2 separate regions of the Danio rerio genome follow, and region 1 is linked to region 2. A link is a contact called in public Micro-C data. All regions are on one chromosome and are shown on one strand. The core of a region is the stretch at or near the end of the contact, and the rest is flanking DNA. Distances in the headings are between cores, read along the strand shown.

Region 1 (7,260 bases), core at 4,460-6,959, 150 kb after region 2:
AATAATAATAATAATTAGGTCAAATATTATATCAAAATTTAGTGAAATATTGTTTATTATTATTATTATTATCATCACCTCAATAGAACAGCTAAATATAACAATTTCAGCTTTTTGTAATGGAATTCCACATTAACTTATTTCGCAAATCACTATCGATTGCTCACCATACAGTAAGATCATGAGATAAGGATGAAGACTCACCTGTCTTTTCATCAAAGTTCTTGTTATTGATGATGATGCACTTGCCGACACGCTGGTGGCTCATCTTATACTGGAATGTTGGTGAAACAATCCTGTAATGGCTTTCAGATTCCCCTTTTTCCTGCAACTTGCCATCATTCTTCTTACTGTGAGAAAGTGGCAAACAGTTAACAAACTATTACAGAAAAAAAAGAAAAAAACCTTCCTCAATCCCATACAATACGTCCCCAAATAGGCTGATCTAAGCATCATTAGGATTAAACTATTAAATAACTCCTCTGTCAGTAGATAACCAATCAAACCTTAAGCAAAACCCAACCAATGCCAGTCAAAGAACCAGGAAATCCAGCCTTGTAAACACAATTAAATCCCATTATTGGTCATAATATTCGCTTTTCTCATCTTCCACGATGTCCTAAAGAGAAATTAATCCACATGCCTGATGCAGAAATCTCACAGATGTCTCACATTGTCGAATTTCCAAAGGATCCGTCCAGATCAGTAGGCCACTGGATGTACAATATGTGCCAGTATTCCAGAAGAGCCTAGTCATCACGTTAGCCAACCACAACAATGGGCTCCTGCCTATACACTCTCTCCCACTCATAAACTGTACAGCGAATCACAGGTGTCCCATGTGATGCGGGCTATCAATCCCCCCCTGTAACTCCCCCCTTTAACTAGACTCAACCTCATAACCCATCTGAGCGCTCTACTACCTGGGCTCTTCATTAAACGGTACGCCACTCTGCATTGAAACGTGTTGCTCTTCCTTCCAGATCTGCTGAATTTATCCCAAATTTAAGCGTGGATTTTTTTCCGTTTGGTGTGGTGTGGTGTGTGCTGGGATCCTGACATGCTCTATACTCTATAAAGAGTGGAGCGGTGGCTCCGCTGGGCAGGGGCGGCGCACGCTACCTGAGTCAGCACACACGCCAGAGTCCCCAGAGCTTTCCAAAGGCCTATTCAAAAGCCCTCCGCCAGGGTCATGCAGGACACTAGCACACCTCTATTCACAAACATACTAGTGTACTTACATACTAGGCCTATTACAGTATATAGAGCAAGCACAGTTCATAGTGTCAAACAAGGAGTCAACAAATGTACATTCCTATACTCCTATTTGTGGAGAACCTAAATTTGGCAATTCTAAATATGCAAGAACTTACCTATTAATGAGCTCAAACGTTATTCTCAATCAAAAGTTATTATAAACATCCCAAAACGCATTCAGATGCACTTTACGTGATGCAAGACTTAGTTTGTTGGTCATGTTGTCATTTACAAAGAGGATTGTGGCGCCACCTTGTGTATAACAAAAATAAATTCTAATTCTGTCCTCATTTGCTCACCCTCATGTCGTTCCTAGCCCATAAGTAATTTGTTTTATAGAAGACAAATGGTTCGTTCTTCCATATGAATGAATGAGTTTTGTTCTTGTGTGTAATCTAGGTACCTTTGAGCTTCTTTTAGTTGCTGATCAATGCTTATATGTAAACAAAAGCCAAAGTTAAACCTGTTCATTTTGGACAGGTACCATGAATTAAACCACTCTTTATATTCATTCTTTTCGGCTCTCATTCACACACATACTTGTACACTGCCGACAACTTAGGTTACCCAATTCACCTATATCGCATGTCTTTGGACTTGTGGGGGAAACCGGAGCACCCGGAGGAAAAACCCACACAAGGGAGAACGGGGAGAACATGCAAACTCCACACAGAAATGCCAACTGACCCAGCCAAGGCTCAAACCAGTGACCTTCTTGCTGTAAGCCGACAGCGCTACCCACTGCGCCACCGTGCCACCTCCACTCAATTAATATCTATTTTAAAAATAATATTTGAAAATACTTTTGAGTGAAAGATGGACAAAATGTGTCTTTATTTGTATTCTTAATAGTGTAGTGGTTAGAGCATCAACACATGCTCTCCAGTGATCACGGCGACCTGAGTTCGACCTCGAGGTCCTATGCCAATACTTTCCCTCTCTCTGCTCCCCAGGCTTTCCTGTCAATACTGTCTACTAACCTATCCATTAATGGTGAAAACCCACCAAAAAATTGAAAATAATTTTTATTTTGGATAGAACTAAACTGCAAAAAGATGCTTTTCTGACTTAGATTTTTTTGTCTTATTTCTAGTCCAAATATCTAAAACATTATAAATCAAAAAGCATTTTCTTGAATTGCCTTGTTTAAAGAAATAATAAGTAATAATAATAAAATAATAAGTCAAATATAAAAACTTTTTTCGCTTAAAAAAAGCAAAATAATCTGTCAATGGAGTAATCTAAATAATCTTCTTCAATGGTTTGACATAAGATCATTTTGCTTACCCCATTTGCAGATTATTTTGCTTGTTTTAAGGAAAAACTCACTTTATTTGAAATAATCTTACAAGAAGGCACTATGTTTTGCTTGTCTAGAAAATGCTTCTTGATTTTGGAATTTTTAGATATTAAGAATATAAACAAGATAAAATATGTAAGTAAGAAAAGCTATTTTTGCAGTCTAATAGCCAGTGTAATACACAAAGTGACACTATTCACTGAATTCTGTGCCCTTGCTCAGTTCTACCATCATAAATAAAGTCCAGATATAATGTAAGACATTCATTTTGCTAAATTTTCATAAAAAGGCATAAATCGCTATATTAATAGTTTGTCTGCAATAAATGGATCCTCTAGACACGATGTCAAAAATACAAAGCGTAGATGTTCACGGGTAGAAAGTGAAACCCATAGGCTGACTATGTGCAAATGTGTTACAGAAGTAAATCTGGGATTGTTTTGGCAGTTCAGATTCTCTCTTTTGGAAGACATTTAACTAAATAAAATTAAACCTAGAGAACTTTTTACATTCACAAGCAGCTACAGTACACGCTGCATGAAAGGTTCAAAGAAATAATTATAGGCCATTTAAAAAAAAAACAGCTCACTATTTATGCTATCTGCACATTGATTGAATGGATAACATAGAAAAAAAAAACTGTCTCACAAGTTGCCAAAAAGCCTAAATCTCCCTTTGCGGTCAGGTTTTGCATCTGTCACGTCTTCTTCTCCGTAACTGTCTTGGTCCTCCTCCAACACCTCAATCTCGGAAGTAAGGGCTTCTTTATCCACTCTGGAGCAACAATGAAAAGAATGTCACTGATTGTTAACACAAGGTCACTTATAGGGAAATAAAGCCTAAAGACTGTTAAACTAAATTTTGTATCTTCAGACCATGCCAGCAAAATGTTAGGGAATTTAAATCTATCAATATAATTGCACAAAATAACTTGTTGTATACAGTATATGGCAAAAATGCTCAAAGTTTGCATCACATTTCTTGAGTTCACCTATTGTAGCTTAAGTGAAATAATTCACAATAATTAAAATTCTGTTATCATTTACTCACACTTCATATTTGACGGTTTGACTTTGTTTGTTAAACAATGTGTGCATGTCTGACAGCTAGCTCTCTGCAACTCTCACATGGTCAGCACCTGGATGGGAGACCACATGGGAAATCTAGTTTGCTGCCGGAAGGGGTGCTAGTGAGACCAGCAGAGGAGGCTCAACCTGCGGTTTGTGTAGGTCCTAACACCCCAGTATATTGATGCTCACTGAGCGGCGTCTTTCGGATGAGATGTTAAACTGGGGTCATTAAAATCCCAGGATGTCCTTCCAAAAGAGTAGGGATTTAACCCTGGCATCCTGTTTAAATGTAGCCATTGGCCTCTATCCATCATGGTCTCCTGACCATCCCCATTTCATAATTGAGGTCTCCTCTCCACCAATCAGCTGGTGTTTGGTGTGCAGTCTGGTGCAATAAGGCTGCTGTCATGTCATGCAGAATGCTGCATGGTGGTGGGGGATGAGGAGATTCCCCCTTAAAAAAATATAAGTCGCTTTGAGTGTCCAGAAAAGCGCTATATAAATGTAAGGTATAATTATTATTTATTATTATTAATATTATTATTATTAAAGTGTGTGTTTGTGTGTGTGTGTGTGTATGTTTGTGTTCTATCAAACCAAACACTCAACTGGTTTGTAACATATCAAGGCTGACTAAAGGATGACAGAATTTTCATTTTTAAGTGAACTATCCTTGCAAAGATGATTTCAGAATTGATTCTGTCTTTTGAGAGACAATTAACTAAATTCAATTAAACCTTGAGAATGTTTTATGTTCACGAACAACTAGACTACAGGTACATCCTGCATGTAAGGTCACATTCAGAGAAAGCATAATTATGAGGCATTTAAAAAAAAAAAAACGGTAAGGTCACTATTCGTGGTACCTGCACATTGCTTTTGGGTCAGGTTTTGCATCTGTCACATCTCCTTTTCCGTAATTCTCTTGGTCATCCCCTGACACCTCGTTCTCGGAAGTAAGGGCTTCTTTATCCATTCTGGAGCAAGAATGAAAAAAAATTCACTGATCTGATTGTTAACACACGGTCACTTATAAGGAAATCAAGCTTTAAAACTATGGGGATTTTTTGACTTCTGGTATTCAAAGTATTTTCTTGACATGGCCACACCTTTCCTTACTGAGGTCTACTTGGCTACTGTAACCGTTCAGTTGTTTTTAACAAAAAATGTCTGTGGGTACTCTGGTCTCTTTCAGACATCAAATTAAGAATTAACAACATAAAAAACGTGCTCATATTCACCATGATTGTATTGCAAATAACTCTACATGTATTACAGTACATCTCTAATGTTCTGTTTACAGTACATGGGGAATTTCTTCAAGCAGTTGCCCTACTACAGCTACTCATCATCAGTTATTAAGTAATTAAGCTTTTACTTTCACTTCATAGTGTCACCTTAACTGTATGTTTAATTGACCCATTTATTAAGTAGTAATAGGTGTAAAAGTTTATAGCTCGGGGGGACAAATTTAACTTACGTGTTTATGTAACGTTATGAATGTTTAAGCCAAAGAAGTAAGCTTTGTGACATTATGGAAATATGATAAAAACGGATCACTGCTAACGTTAAAGCTTTAAGTTGTCAAGTTCAACATATTATTACGTAAATAACGGATTATAGATGTTGATAATATAATACATAGCCATTTCTGTTATCATAACTCTTGAATACATTGCAAAGGAGGTTAAAAGCTCTCCGAAGGTAATTTGACCTGGTTAGTACCTGTCTTTTTTATAATCCTTGTAATTCGCAACATTTGAATATTATTAAATACAGGCCCACACAAAGAATTAAATCGTTAACGCTTCATAATGCAATCGTTAGCAACGCAACTCAATTTGATTCTGTACAGTTGATGGACTAAACAACGATGGTTTAGTTAAGCATAACAGGCTAATGTTTTCATGATATTACAGTCTCCTAACTCTTCAAACTTACATTTCTGACGAATCAGCCTCAGTCTTGTATTCTGCTATTCCAAATAAACGTTGTAAGTACTACACAGAGAAAACGAAACTACTTTCAAACCTGCGATCCTCCACTTCCAGTCTGACTCAGAGATCCGTGTATTTAAAGAAACAGGCACTTCAGAAAACTTTGCTGCGCAACTTCCTGTTAGTGTTCCCGTTTATACACAAGAATAGAGTTCGGAAAAATGAAAGTCATATATACAGTATATATAAACATGGTTTTATAAATATTGTATATAGACGTAAAGTAGGCTATAATATGAAATATAAAAAATATAATATAATATAATATAATATAATATAATATAATATAATATAATATAATATAATATAATATAATAGGCTAATATTAGTGTAATGAGTTATCAACCAGACATCATGTCAAATAACTGTTTTTGTAAATATTATTTATAAATTTTCCAATTACGTAAAGGAATGAAAAACTAATATAATTTGTCTTATAATTAACTTGAAGAATGCAACACCCTTGTGATGACTTTGACCTTGGAAATGATGTCTTGTATTATCCAATTATTCATTCATTCTTTTTCTTTTTGGCTTAGTCCCTTTATTCATCAGGGGTTGCCACAGCGGAATGAACTGCCAACTATTCTAGCATATGTTATTAAGCAGCGGATGCCCAGCACTGAGTGCAACCCAGCACTGGAAAACACTCATACATTGCATTTACACACATACACTATGGCCAATCACAGCTTATTTAATTCACCTAAAGTGCGTGTCTTTGCACTTGTGGGGAAAACCGGAGCACCCGGAGGAAATCCATGCAAACTCTGAGGCTCGAAACAGCAACCTTCTTACAGTGAGACCACTACGTCACCGTGTCGCCCTATATTTTCCAAATATTATATTTAAAATTGTTAACACCTGATATTCTCTTTAGCACAGGGGTGGGCAAACTCGGTCCTGGAGGGCCCTGGTGGGCAACACTAATCAAACACACCTCAGTGTCTTCAAGATCACTATAATTGTAGAACCAAGTGTGTTTGATTAGAGTTGGCCCTCCAGAACCGAGTTTGCCCACCCCTGCTTTAGCATCAACCACAGAAGCTGTGTATAGGCATATTCTATATTTTTTAAGGTAGCCACTTCTCATGGAAAAAAAAGTACATTTACATTTAGAAACAAAATATTTTATTTTCAGAATATGCCAGCAGAATATTATAGAATTTAAGTTAATCTAACTGCACAAAATAACTTAGCATTTGTCTTATATGGCAAAAAATGCACACAAGTTAAGCACATAAGTATCTCCGCAACACTTTATTATACAATCAGCTTCGTCTGTGATATAAAAAACCATGCATTGATAGTACCTACAATAGGTTTGGCACAGTGCCATCACAATTAGCGTTATACATATCAAGTTTCACTTTTTCTTGAGGTCGCCTATTGTAAATGAAGTGAAATATTTCACCCAAAAATGAACATTCTGTAATCATTTAGTCACCCTTCATTTGAATTTGACTTTGTTCTGTTGAACACTGTTTTGGAACAAGTCAAGGATGAGTAAATAATAACAGAATTTTCGTTTTTGGGTGTAAACTGTCCCTGCAAAGATTTTAAAAGAATCTACTTCAGATTTGAATAGGTTTTCTATGGGACCATAAACTTAAAAACTGTGCCTTGTTTATAGAAT
Region 2 (6,779 bases), core at 689-3,188:
TTAATGTAAATTTTAATTGCTAATTTAAAATCTTAAAATAAGAGCATGGAATCCAAGAATTACCATTAATAACCCCATTGGAATTCATTAAATATTTTTTTTTTTATTTAAAACAATCAAGATTGATCAGAATTGAACACAATGTTATGGATTGATTTTCACAATACTTAAAGTTTTCAAGAATTTAAACAATAGTAACTTACCAAGAGTAAATTTATCAACAAAATATGATTTTTAGATAAACAAAATGTATCAATATATGCATGAACACATGTATACAATGGTTTGTCAATAGACATGCATATACATTTTTATAAGGGTTATGCAATAAAATATTTAACAACGATTCAGTCCATTTTTTTAAATAAAAGTGCATCATTTTATTATTTATAAAGAAACTAATTGCAGCTTTTCACATTAAAAATAGAATGTCTTACCTTCAAAACTCCGAATATAGCATTAAACCATCTATTCACCTCCTCACTGAAAACAACAGATTATTTGTTGTAAATAAATGTTCGTTTATTATTGTACTTTTATTAAGTAATTAAAGTTCACTAAAGGTAATCATGACAAACCTGGAGTCGCCGATGAAAAAGTATTCTCGCTGCACCTTGTCTGTTGGATTTTCTGTTTTCATGAAGAGCACAGAGGAAGAAGAGCACTTGAAGGTTTTAGAGATCCATTCAAAAGCCGAATGTGATTCGGGTCCCACGTAGAGCAATGTGATGCTGCATAGGAGTGTATATAAATGTATTTATCATTGAATAATATTAATAATTTATTTAACTGAAAAGCATTCACCAAGTTTTGTCTTACCTTGAAACCTCAATGGACTTTATAGCTTTGTCTTTCTCAGTGGTTTTGTAGTATTTTAGCTCGTGGCTGCCGTTGTTTTTCTTTTCAAGCACAAAGAAGCGACGCTTCCAGGATTTCTGCAATAGACAATGAAACCGTTTATTTGAAATGTGGAGAAAACCTGCAAAAAATGTAAGTTTACAAAATCCAAAATCCATACCATCTTTCTTATTTGGCCAGAAGGAGGGGATTTGTACAGGAAACCTGAACATAAGTCCTCCATCTCAGCTGCTTCACTATGGTTTGAAGCAGTTGAATCTGTTGCAGAAGAAAGCATACACTCAATTACAGAATAATAACTCATCTCAATCTGTATAAATTATATTAGCCAAGTGTTTTCTTGTAGTCTAATATCTTCTCCAGCTATTCTGGTTCCTGTGGTTGTGTTCTTAGGCATACCTGATTTTTTTCTGTTGTACATTTAGAAGATGTTGTTTCTGTGCAAAAGAAGAATGAAATAAGTTATGAAGGCACTCATCAAACGATAGTTAAGGAAGTTTTAATTGTAACAGTTGTAATATATAAATAAGCTGCTTTTTAATACTAGAATTTTAAATAAATGTATTTAATGTGTTAAAAACCTGAAAGGAATATAATTAGTTCAACCAAAATAAAAATGTTGAAGGTTTTCTCACTCTAAATGCCATTATAAACTATTATGCTTTATTTTGTGGCACACAAAAGATCCTCTCTGTGAAAATCAAGTCAGGTCTGTAATGTTATTTTGATTTATAGACGCTATTTTAATTTTGAAGTACAAAAGCTTTGAGTAATTTCATTTGAATGATCCCTTTTCTGCGTGAATCATCTAATTTTTAAAATTCTGTCTATAATAAATCTGTTCATCTAAAACCAAACATGAACAACTTTCTTTTATCAAATAGTTTGTAATTTATTAGTATTTTTAAGCTTAAATATGCAATATATATATATATAAATGATAAATATGTCAGAAAGATTCATATGGGCAAAATGTAGTAAGCAGCTACACAGTCATCATATCTGCTTAAAACGAACTGTGCTGTATATTTTAAATGCATTACCTGTATTGTATGTGTCTCCTTTGCACCGCTGTCCTGTTCTCAAAATCTGTTACAGTATTTTGAAGGAAGACTCTTTTTGTTTTTGAGGGAGGTGGAGATTCTCGTAAAGCTTTCAGTGAGTCCTCCCTTTGTTGGAAACTTCAAAATTCATGGGTCACCAAAAATTTGGTTTTGAGAATTGCTAGATTACTGGCAGTGACTTGAAAACATGATGCATGGGGGTTTGCCTTACTGGAATGTCTGAGATGATTGTAGTTATTTAGATAAATTCTTTATAAACTGAGCTGATAAACATCCATATGCTGGCTTTTTAATTTTTTTGTGTCTTTTGATATCATATAAAAAGATACTGTAATATCTAATTAGTAATTTTGACCTTCTAAAATTGGGTAATTTTTAAGTAGAGGCAAAGCAATATTTACATAGTAAGTCTGAAAAGTCAAATTATAGTTTGGTTGCCCTCCTCATATAAATGAGATCAGATTAATTATTCAGAATCAGTCATTAGCTAATCAGTTAGAATCAGTTTACACTTTTTTTGTGTTTGTTTGTTTAATGTTTTTTTTTTTTTTTTAGAAACTCTGTGCATGTTTATTTCTGGGAACACGATTAACACGAGGAACTAAGATGACGTCTGAAAATTCCAATACATTCCGTTTATATTTTCAAAGACGCTTTGACAACAGAAAATGCAAGTAGTCATCTTGCAAGAATTGCATCAATTTTTAAAAGACCTTCTCCCTATTTGTTATCTGGAGTACATGTTTTCACAATTAGAGCCTTTGATTTAAAACCTGATTCTCTGCCTGAATGAAGAAACTCTTAAGCCATTTTATTGGGTGCCAAAATGAAAAAAGCCAAAGTTCCAACCCAAATGACCAGCCAACCACCTGAATTTATAATTCATAATGGAAAAAGGGCTACATAAAAAACAGTGGTGTTTGATTATGTAAAATCATTTGTTCAGAGTTCCTCAAATGTCTATTCAGTACAAATAGAGCCTTTTTTGGTTCTGGTCTCAAAAGAGGCTTTTTGTTCTTGTCGAAAATGTTAATGATTTTAAAGCATTTTTCACTATAAATAACCTTTAGCGCAATGAAAAGGTTCTATTAATGTGAAGATTATTCATAGAGACAACAATAGCAACAAACAACCTTTATTTTAAAGGGTGTATAAAATTTAAAATAAATTAAGTACAGAATCTTTCAGTTAGATTGGATCACACCTTGACATAAATCCACAAAAAGCCAATCTGTCAGTCAGTCTTGATGGATGATGCAAATGAACATAAACATATACACTCTGATCAACAATGAGCAGACAGTTTTACTTTCAAGTGACTTGCATAAGCACTTTTTAAGCACAGTTTTCAAATGTGCTTTTTAGAGCAGAAAGCAAATTCAACCTTGCAGCAAAGCAAGCGATCTACAGGTCTGAAAAATTATTTATTCCACTCACTGCATTTTCAGAAATCACCGCTAGAGAGTCCTGCTCACTGAAGACATGTTAGACTTGCTTACATATTTATCACACTGTCAGCCAGTAGCATCTGGCTGCAGACTTGCACAGACATTGTCAGGCACATGCACTCTTTATAGAGCAAATGCCAACACTGTAGGGGTAGGGGGTATGTGTAGACACTAAAAACCAAGAGTAATGATTACTTTTTTGTCCAACAACATTTTTAAGGAAAGACTAGATATATTCATGAAGTTTGAAGTCTGATGTTTGAGGGTCACTAATATAAATTATATATATATATATATATATATATATATATATATATATATATATATATATATATATATATATATATATATATATATATATATATATATATGTATATATATATATATATATATATATATATATGTATATATATATATATATATATATATATATATATATATATGTATATATATATGTATATATATGTATACATATATATATATGTATATATATATATGTATATATGTATATATATATATATGTATATATATATATATATATATATATATATATATATATATATATATATATATATATATATATATATATATATATATATATATGTATATATTTATAAATTTTTTACTGAACTGTTTCTTTAATATTAAACCACCATATAACCTATAGTGTGACATGGAAACAACAACAACAACAAAAAAACTGCTTTAAACAATATAGAAATAGCATGAGAGAATTGATCTTCATTTTTGGACACAGATCGTCATTTATTGTACCATTATTTTTTATTCCAGTTGGAATTTCTGTGTGGAGTTTGCATGTTCTCGTCATGTTCATGTGGGTTTCCTCCAAGTGCTCTGGTTTTCGTGCAGTACTGGTGAATTGAATAAACTATGAGCGTGTGTGGATGTTTCCCAGTACTGGGTTGCAGCTGTACTGGCATTTGTTGTGTAAAAACCTATGTTGGCTGTTCATTCTGCTGTGGCAACCCCTGATTAATAAACTAAGTCAAAAAGAAAATGTATGAATAAATGGCTTGTCAGATTTGTTGTACATTTTTGATAAATACGAGACAAACTTTGCTGTCATCATTTCAAAACTTCTTTTCCAACTTTCTTCAAGACATCTTCCTTTGTGTTCAGTAGAAGTAAAAACTCAGTAGAACGATAAAGAATGAGTATGGCAGAATTACAATTTTTGGGTGAACTATGTATTGAATTTGAAAAAAAAAAAAATGTGAAGGGGTTTTCGAGTTCATTGTGACGAATAATCTATAAATAGGTTGACCAGACGTTTCAGTTTACCAGAAGCTTGCATACCTACAATTCTCAAAAAAAAAAAAAAAAACTCTTAATACCACAGCCTTGTCAACAAGGACTAATGAGCTATGCTACTCCGTTTAATCCTGACCACTTTGAGACACAATGCAGCATTTACACAATTTTTTTATTTTTTTTTTGCTGCATGTTTTTTTTTTTGGGAGTTTACATCGATTTAACTTCTCTTTGAAAGAAAGAGAGGAATAAAACACTAGAGATCAGCCTTCAGGTACATGATGACGACAGACCTCTGATTTATGCTAAAAACTTAAAAAAAAAACTTAATTCTTAAAAAGTCTATGCTGTAAGGCAAGGGTGATCAGGGCAATGCTTGATGAACCGATGAAAGAACATTCTTTAATGTTCCTTAAAACATGTTGTTTTTAAATGATTATACACTGTGAAAAATGCTGGGTTCCACACAATTACTTCATGTTGTCCCAACAAAAATTAAGTTACATTTTTTACACTTTTACAAATTGAAGTACCCTGAAAAAAAAATTCAAACATGATTCCTTAGATTTACTAAATTGATTTAAGTTAAGTGGTTGTAAACTATTCTTAGGTTGAATTTAAGCTAACAAATTCAGTTGAACTAAATTTAATTTGTTAGTTTAAATTCAACACAAATAAATAGTTTGCAACAATTTTGCAATTTTTGCAATGTAGATTAAACATAAAAGAATCGAATTGTCCCAAAAACACAAAATAATTGTTTTGTTTCAACTTATATTAAATAAATAGTTTGAACAAGCAGCAAAAATAATTTTTTGAGTGTATATAATACATTAATGGCAAATAATTTTAAAGTAATTGTGAAAAACATAAACCAAAACTGATTTTCAAATATACAAAAATGGATTATGACCGTTCAATCATTCATTCATTCATTTTCTTTTCGGCTTAGTCCCATAAGTGTTAATCTGACGTCGCTACAGCAGAGTGAACCTCCAACTTATCCAGCATATGTTTTACACAGCAGATGCCCTTCCTGCTGCAACCCAGTACTGTGAAACATCTTATTCACACACATACTCGGGACAATTTGCTTACCCAAGTACCCTTGTTTTGAACTTGTGGGGGAAACTGGAGCACCCGGAGGAAACCCACGCCAACTGACCCATGCAGCCAAGGCTCGAACCAGTGACCTTCTTGCTGTGAGGTGATTGTGCTACCCACAGCGCCACCGTACTGCCCCAGATTTTGACCATGCTGATTGATAAAATCTTCACACGTCAGTCAACAATCAGTCCTGTTTTAAAGGCTGGTGCGATTTCTGAAAGCACTCTGACATCACTGACGGGAACATTGAGTGAGGATGAGGAAGCACCATTTTCCATTATTAATCATTTTATTAAAGTCTGTTAATTAGTGAAGAACTCAAAATTCTGGCTTCAGAATATACTCTCCTTTAAAAGTTTGGTGTTTGCGATGTAGAATTAGATGAAATCTCTTTTGCATACCATTTATTTGGTCTAATAGTCTTAGATGGCAGGATTTCTGATGAATGGAAAATTAGTAGTAACAAAAAAATTCTAGTTATCGTCTAGAAATCTGAGAATAAGTCCTGAGAATAGCACAATTTTACGATCAAGCTCTGGTTGCAGCAGAAATTGAATCTCGATACAAAATGTTGTGCTTTATGTAACTGTTTCTAAATATATATTAGTCTTCCAGTAAAGGTTGGATGAAAGTCAAAGAAATCCTGACCAACCTGCTTTCTCCAATGAGGAAACAGTCTGTCATTTTCTGCAACAGATTGGGTTTCCACAGACCTATTACCATGTCAGATACAGATTAAGGCAAGTTTCTGCTAAGAAAACTCACAGATAGCTTTTGAAGTGGTGCAACTTTAACATTTCTTTAAATGCATTTGTGCATTTATACTTGCATGTGCAATACTTAAGTAAAGGCTTTATAAAGTGATTTTGTTTTGCACAATGTCGCTTCTGTGCTGTAGTTCACATGAGATGCATTGTGATTGTCACCTTACTGCATGCCAGTGACGTATCCTTAGTGGAAAAACACAAGAACAATTTGTAAAAATCACGGATTATCTATATTTTCCTAGAAATACATTATCTCTGAATTC

The links. A called contact is a pair of places that touch in the nucleus more often than the background predicts.
Region 1: a Micro-C map of caudal fin shows a contact between it and region 2, with 8 times the contacts expected there. The contact joins the promoter of casp7 here to the promoter of plekhs1.1 in region 2. A contact is called at or near these places in 2 of 18 Hi-C or Micro-C datasets (caudal fin and an unstated tissue).

Annotation. Positions count from the first base shown.
Region 1 is chr12:32,465,280-32,472,539 of GRCz12tu, forward strand. It overlaps casp7 (caspase 7, apoptosis-related cysteine peptidase), which reads right to left and starts at 5,710. Exons shown (of 8, transcript NM_001020607.2): 1 at 5,569-5,710; 2 at 4,494-4,604; 3 at 3,206-3,331; 4 at 205-350. The coding sequence starts at 4,501.
Region 2 is chr12:32,317,778-32,324,556 of GRCz12tu, forward strand. plekhs1.1 (pleckstrin homology domain containing S1, tandem duplicate 1) reads right to left here and starts at 1,939. Exons shown (of 13, transcript NM_001114564.1): 1 at 1,902-1,939; 2 at 1,258-1,295; 3 at 1,019-1,116; 4 at 820-935; 5 at 579-731; 6 at 438-483. The coding sequence starts at 1,081.